Linked DNA regions of Ovis aries: region 2 is linked to region 1. A link is a contact called in public Hi-C data. All regions are on one chromosome and are shown on one strand. The core of a region is the stretch at or near the end of the contact, and the rest is flanking DNA. Distances in the headings are between cores, read along the strand shown.

What was found. Hi-C and Micro-C count contacts between places; a contact is called where the count stands out from the background.
Region 2: a contact with region 1 is called in a Hi-C map of omental adipose tissue, with 2.1 times the contacts expected there. The contact joins two enhancer-like sites. A contact is called at or near these places in 5 of 16 Hi-C or Micro-C datasets (liver, omental adipose tissue, skin fibroblasts and 1 more).

The regions. Positions count from the first base shown.
Region 1 is chr6:69,941,188-69,944,381 of ARS-UI_Ramb_v3.0, reverse strand. No RefSeq gene overlaps it. Among named protein-coding and RNA genes, the nearest start is that of LNX1, 66 kb to the right of the region's middle. Within about 2 kb of position 1,736, at least 3 of the 54 cell types and tissues checked have an H3K27ac peak or open chromatin away from gene starts, as enhancers often do.
Region 2 is chr6:70,147,370-70,150,653 of ARS-UI_Ramb_v3.0, reverse strand. No RefSeq gene overlaps it. Among named protein-coding and RNA genes, the nearest start is that of CHIC2, 150 kb to the left of the region's middle. Within about 2 kb of position 2,008, at least 6 of the 54 cell types and tissues checked have an H3K27ac peak or open chromatin away from gene starts, as enhancers often do.

The sequences.
Region 1 (3,194 bases), core at 487-2,986:
GGAGCACCTTTACTAACTTACAGATTTCTGACTTGAGCAGCTCCGTCACTCATGAGTGGAAGTTACAAGGAGAAGCTCACCAGGCTGTAAAAGGATCTCTAAGAATACAGAATCAAAGGGTTGGCAGAGTCTGGAAACAGAGTATTGTTAATCCAGTTTCAAAATTTCAAATCTGCAGAGTCAAAAGCATGCACCAAATAGATTGGTTCCAATTTCGGACAAACCAAGCTATGTTGCTTGATGTTAGGCCTATTTATTTAACCTCCCAGATCTTCAGTTCCCTTAACTATAAAAGGGACAAGACCACAAAGACCTCATTGGTTTCTGTGAAGAATAAATGGAATTCCCAGTAGATGTCCAGATATACTAAGTGGTCAGTACATGGTAGTTATTGTTATTTGCTGCTTGCTAAATATTCAGACCATCCATGTAGGAGTATTTTTCCTCCTGGTGCTTCGGATTGACGGTTCATGTCCCACCCCACCCCCACAAAAGTCATGTGTTGAGGGGTGATTAGGTTTAATGTGGTCACAAGGGTGGAGCCCCTGTGATGGGATTGTGTGTGTGTGTATGCTCCTTCACTCATGTCCAGCTCTTTGCAATCCCGTGGACTTCAGCCTGCCAGGCTTCTCTGTCCATGGGATTCTCCAGGCAAGAATACTGGAATGGGTAGCCTTTCCCTTCTCCAGGGGATCTTCCCAATCCAGGGACCGAGCCCACTGAGTCTCCTGCACTGGCAGGTGGAATCTTTACCACTGAACCACCGAAGAAGCCGTGATGGGATTAGTGCCTTTACAAGAAGAGGAAGAGACTTGAGACCTCTCTCTCTTCCTCCTTCCCCTCTCTCTGCCATGTGAGGATACAGCAAGAAGAGAATCACCTTCAAACTAAAAAGAGGGCTCTCATCAAGAACATAAATGGCTGGCACTTTGAACTTGGCCTCTCCTGTCTCCAGCAATGTAACAAATCAATTTCTGTTGTTTAAGACACAGGTTTTATCATAGCATCTTGAGCTAAGATGCCTTACATAGTCTCTTGAATGTTGTTAGTACACAACACAGCATGTAGGACCTTCAGTCTCAGCCAGCTCTCAATACACAGCACATTCTCAATAAAAACACAAGGAATAAAAGAGCCCAGTGTATCCTCACTGGTTGAAGGAGAACCTATTCAGGCTTACTCTCATCTTGATTCTCTTCCTGCCCCGAGATCTCTCTTACCTTCTCCCAGACTGTATACTCTACCTAGAAGTTCCAGCAAAGCATTTTTAAAATTAAATACTCCTGATAAAGATTTTGGAACATTTCGTGATATCTTAGTGTGGCATACAAACGATTCCTTCTCTTTCATAAATTTTTTTTCCCTTTGGAAGAATCTCAGTTGATATTATTAGACACCCCCCCCCCCACCCCCGCCAAAAAAAAATCAACTTGGCATATATATTAACCAGCTATGAGTCTGGAAGAAATTCAAAAAACCAAACAGAAGTCTTTGATTTTTAAAGCATATTTAATCATGTTTTAAAGCAAAATGAAAGACCACAAATCTATTCAGACATTCCAAACAGTGAAGGAATAATTTTTATCAAAATCTATAGCCCTACTCATGCAGAAAGAAATTGTCCCTAAGCAGTGCTGACAACTCTGTCTGAGACGTGAATCTGAAAACACTGCACATTTTTTCAATTATATTTTGGAAGCATTGAGTGTGCTCAATGAAATTCCAGAATTAATCCACTCTGGTTTTGCAATAGACACTGACTCATCCAAACTCCTCCCCTCTTTCCTTTTGGCAAAGACTCTCTTCTACTACCCGCTTTAACACACACACACACACACACACACACACACATACACACACTCACACACACACACACACAACTTAAGCTAGAACCAATGACTATGAAACATCAAAATATTCAGCTAACCCAAAGACTTTCATTTCTGTTTCCTGCCATTGTTTTTCTACCCAAGATAAAGGGAAAACACCTCATTTACCACCTGCAACATCTCCCAGATGAGCTGAGATGCAAGGTACCCTCCCCTCTAAGGGCATAGGCTGCCCCTTCCTGCCCATAAATTTCATGGAGTGACAAGACAGCTACTGATAACTACAAATGCTGAGATTGCAATGGATTGACAATTACTGGGCAGTCATCAGAGAACAAATGATTCACCTAGAAAGAGACAGAGTCTTCCAATGAGATGGATCATTCTGATTCCAGTGCTGAAGAGGTAGAGAGTCCATGAAACAAATTAGCTTCAAAATTCATGGTTTTAGTTCATAATAGCTATTTTTTAAAAAATTAACTATTTTTGAGAAATAATTTACATATATAAAATTTATCCTCTTAAAGTGTACGATTCAGTAGGCTTTAGTATATTCACAAATTTATATAAGCATCACTATTACTTATTTCTAGAATATTTTTATTATCCCAAAAAGAAATGCCATATCCACTGGCACTCAAGCCCAATCTCTCCAACCCTCCAGCCCTAGACCATCACTCATTTACTTTCTGTCCCTGTGTGTGTGTGTGTGTGTGTGTGTGTTGGTTGCTCAGCTGTGTCCGACTCTTTGTGATGCCATGGACTGTAGCCTGCCAGGCTCCTCTTGTCCAGGCAAGAATACTGGAGTGGGTTGCCATAGCCTTCTCCATAGGTTTGCCTCTTCTTAATACACATTTTGTATAAATGGCTACATGTGGCCTCTGTGACTGGCTTTTTTCACGTAATGTTTTTAAGGTTCCAAATGAGATTTTTTTGATGATATGTTGAATTTCTCTTCTAACAGTCTTCCATTATTGAATGATTCTCCATCGTGAAGTGCTGTACACGCATTGTCTCACATCATTCTCACAGCATGGGATGAGGCATTTACAACTATATCTATTTTACAGACAAGGAATTGGGGTTTAGAGAGAAGTCGAGTAACTTGTCCAGGGTCAGACAGCTAATAAACAACAGAGCAGGATTTCAATCTAGATCCATTTGACTCCAAAGCTGGTGATCATAACCTCCAGGCTCCAGGATTTTTAGAGATGTGTTCTGATTTGTCTGGCCTTTCCAGTCACTTCTTTTACACAGGAAAATGTAGGTTGGGAAGATGCTCAAAAGTGAAGGAAGTTCTCTGGGGCCTGGACTGGGTGCAATGGGTCTGAAATGCAGGCTAGCCAGTCAGTGAACTGAGTATCG
Region 2 (3,284 bases), core at 759-3,258, 210 kb before region 1:
CTCCATTTGGATCACCAGGGAGCTAAAGATAAAACCCAGGCAGAAAGCAACGTGTCAGCAGGAATGGAGCAAGATTCCCTCTCCTGTTGGGCAACCCCTTGCTTGGAAGATATGTCTTTGTCTGAGCAGCTTGAGAAATTCTTCTCAAATAATTGATTATGATGTTCTTGCAGGAGATAGGCAGGAAGAGAGTTTATAAACGAAATATACTGTCAGAGTGCTTGAACTGATGGAAGCAGTACTGGCAAGGAAGGGCATTTCTGTTTGTGGAACAACTTATGCATTTTCCAGAGGCATATGCAGAAATTAAAAATTAATGTGACCTCCTTTCTTGGTTGAATCAACCTTGACAGTTACTTCTTTCCTGTGATAGTGCATATGAGTTTGGAGGGGCTGCAGAACACACCAGGGGTAAAGAAGGGCCAGGGACACTGCTTAGAAAGGTGCATTGCTTAGTCCTCTTGGCTCTGTGCCCAAATGTAAATTACTTCATTCGGTTTGAAAGCTTTAAAGGTCACGTTGCTGAAGCCTCAATGCATCAATTAATCATCTACTGTGTCTGTACATATGTTATGTACACAACTAGGCATCAAGGTGCATAGGAAAGATGTGTTCTGGTGGGGAAGGGAAGATTTAATTGCAGATCTAGTTCAAGGAAATGGAGTTTGCAGTCCCCACCCTGTCACTTTGTTCTTAAATTTTAAGAACAGTTCCAGCAACTTTGGATCCTTCATTTCCCAAGAAGTTTCCCAGGACAGATATTCAGCTCCATTGTGCTCCTAAGGGAACTTGTGTTTTGATGGGTCATTTGGAAAACACGGTAAGATAAATTCATTATCAGTGCAAATGGAGCAGTTCGGGGAATGGGTCCCAGGGAACTTTTTCCATTATTCTTTGGATGCCCTGTAAAGATGCTGTTGCCAATTCCTGTCTCATCAAGCCAAGGATGTCACCTTAACAAAAGGAATGTCAGAACTCTTCTCATCCATGATACCCCTCACCAGACATAGACCTCTAAATTATCAGGGGTAAAGTATATTTAAGGGTAAGAAAATATCCATCAAAGAACAAAGTCAGGAAACAGGTCTGTTTAGTTGTTTTCTTTCTGCTAAGTGTCTCTGAGGAAGCATTTGCAATGGCTTATATCCAGGTGTCTAGAATCAGTCAGACACAAGCAGGGAATTTTTAGCCATGTGGTGGTCAGAATGCTTCATTTACACAAGTGCTTTCATTCAGGTACACAGAGCTGGGATCTAGAATTCAGATCTTTAGTAACTAGTTATATAGAGCTCCACAACAGTCTGGTTAGGAATGGTTAATGTGTTGAAATATTTTGAAAATATTGACACCAAAAATTTTTATTCTGAAAAATTATTATCCAATGAGGAAAAAGAAAAGGGACAAATTAAGGAGAATTCTCTGGGGATTGATTATAAAGCACATCATTTAAATGAGTGCTACTTAAAAGAAAAGTAATACTGAATTTAAGTGCTTTCTTTAGAAAATACAAATTCTTAGTCTTTGTGTCCAAAACAGGTAGGCTAGAGGGAGGAAATCTCTGTTTATTAACAAGAAAAACTACATTTGCTTCAAAAACTACAGGATGTTTCCTTATAATATCCTTGTAAGTTTCTTTATTGGCAATGTGAATGAAATACTGAACACTAATTTGTTTGCTTTTACACAGCACTCTACTTACTGAAGATGTTTCTCAAGGATGGGATCATTTGGCAGTAGAGATGAGCCGTGAGGGGTAAGATTAAGAAAAAGGACGGTTTACTGTGTTAATTCATGAAACAAAACGCAAACAGAAACTAAAGAGTATTATTTCCCCTCATTTGAGTAACAAGCTGGTGTTTGGCAAGCTGTCTCTGGAGATATTCAAAGAAAAGAGCAAGCATCGTGATTAAAGCCTTCTCTCTGAGCCTCTTTTCCTCCCTACACTTCTTCTCTGACCACAGTTTGAACACATTTCAATCACCAGCAGTCGGGACTAGGGCAGGGCTGCCACGTGCTTGCTAATAGCGTCCCAAAGGCGGCAACCCAGTGGCTCTTCCCGGAAGTGTAGACCACTGTGTTACCGTATTTCCCCTGCAACTGCCGCCTGCGACGCTGAAGCAGCAGGACTGGGCTGCCAGCTGCTACTCTGCGCTGGCAACTAGATGTACCATTCTTCCAGGCCCTGCTTAATAGTCCAAAATAATAAAGGGCAAGCAGGCAGCTATAAAGTGTAACGATTGTTTAGTTGGAAGGGGCTGATTTAGAGCTAGTCTAGAAATCTCTCCTGGCCCTGAGGTCCCAGTGTTCAAGGACAAATTTCACAGACCGGCTTAAGCCATTTCACGTTAAATAAATAAATGGAAGCACAAAGCTGCTAACTTGTCGGGAAGACAGCGCTTCTTCCGGGTATGGGGCAACGGAGTGAGCTGTGCACGGAGCCACTCTGAACCATTAGCGGCCAGCTTCCCGTCTGACAAAACAGATTTGTTAGCTTGACTTTGAACTTAAGTCAACAATGATAGAAAAAGTGGGGAACTGCAGTCATTTAAAGAGAGGGCGCAGAGACTGTTTTGCAAACTGAGGAAGGCTCTTTACAAGGGTATTAGTGGTTTATTTTTCAGAGCCTTCTGTGAGACATTGGGTATGAAAGTATTTTGTAAACTGGGGAATCTTTCATGAATGGCAGCTCCTCTGCTGAGACATTTCTAATTCATCAGAGTGAAAGGACTATCAGGCAAGGGTGCACAGAAACACAAAGAAACACTGACAAGCCCTCTCCAGGTACAAGACAGCGTGTTCATTTTAAGAGGTCGTATTAGGACACAATCTCTACCCTGGCAGAGGCTGATGCAAAATTATCAAAGACGGAGGAGAACTTAATGTTTTAGCCATTCTTGCAACAGTTCCCATTACACTATTAAACCCTCTCTGTCCTTAGATTAACAGCTCTTCGAAATAGGGGAAAATAAAATCTTACTCAGCCAGGAGGACCTAGCAGCTTTGCTGGATGTTGCTGTTGAGGCTTATCCAATGTTCTCTGATTTGCTCACTTGGGTTCAAGAAGCAGGCCAGGGAAGGGTGGGCCATCCCAGTCTGGGGGAGAGCTAAGCTGTGGGATCCATGACTCTCTCCCCCACTCATCGGCCATTAAGCTTGTCACCAGCTGCTGACATCTAAAGCTGAAAAGAGGGATTTTATGGTACAATAAAATGGACAAGCCCATAAACCCCCCCTTGGTGATTGGTCATGCTCTCCTGCATCCTGCTTGGCCTTTGCCCATTTTT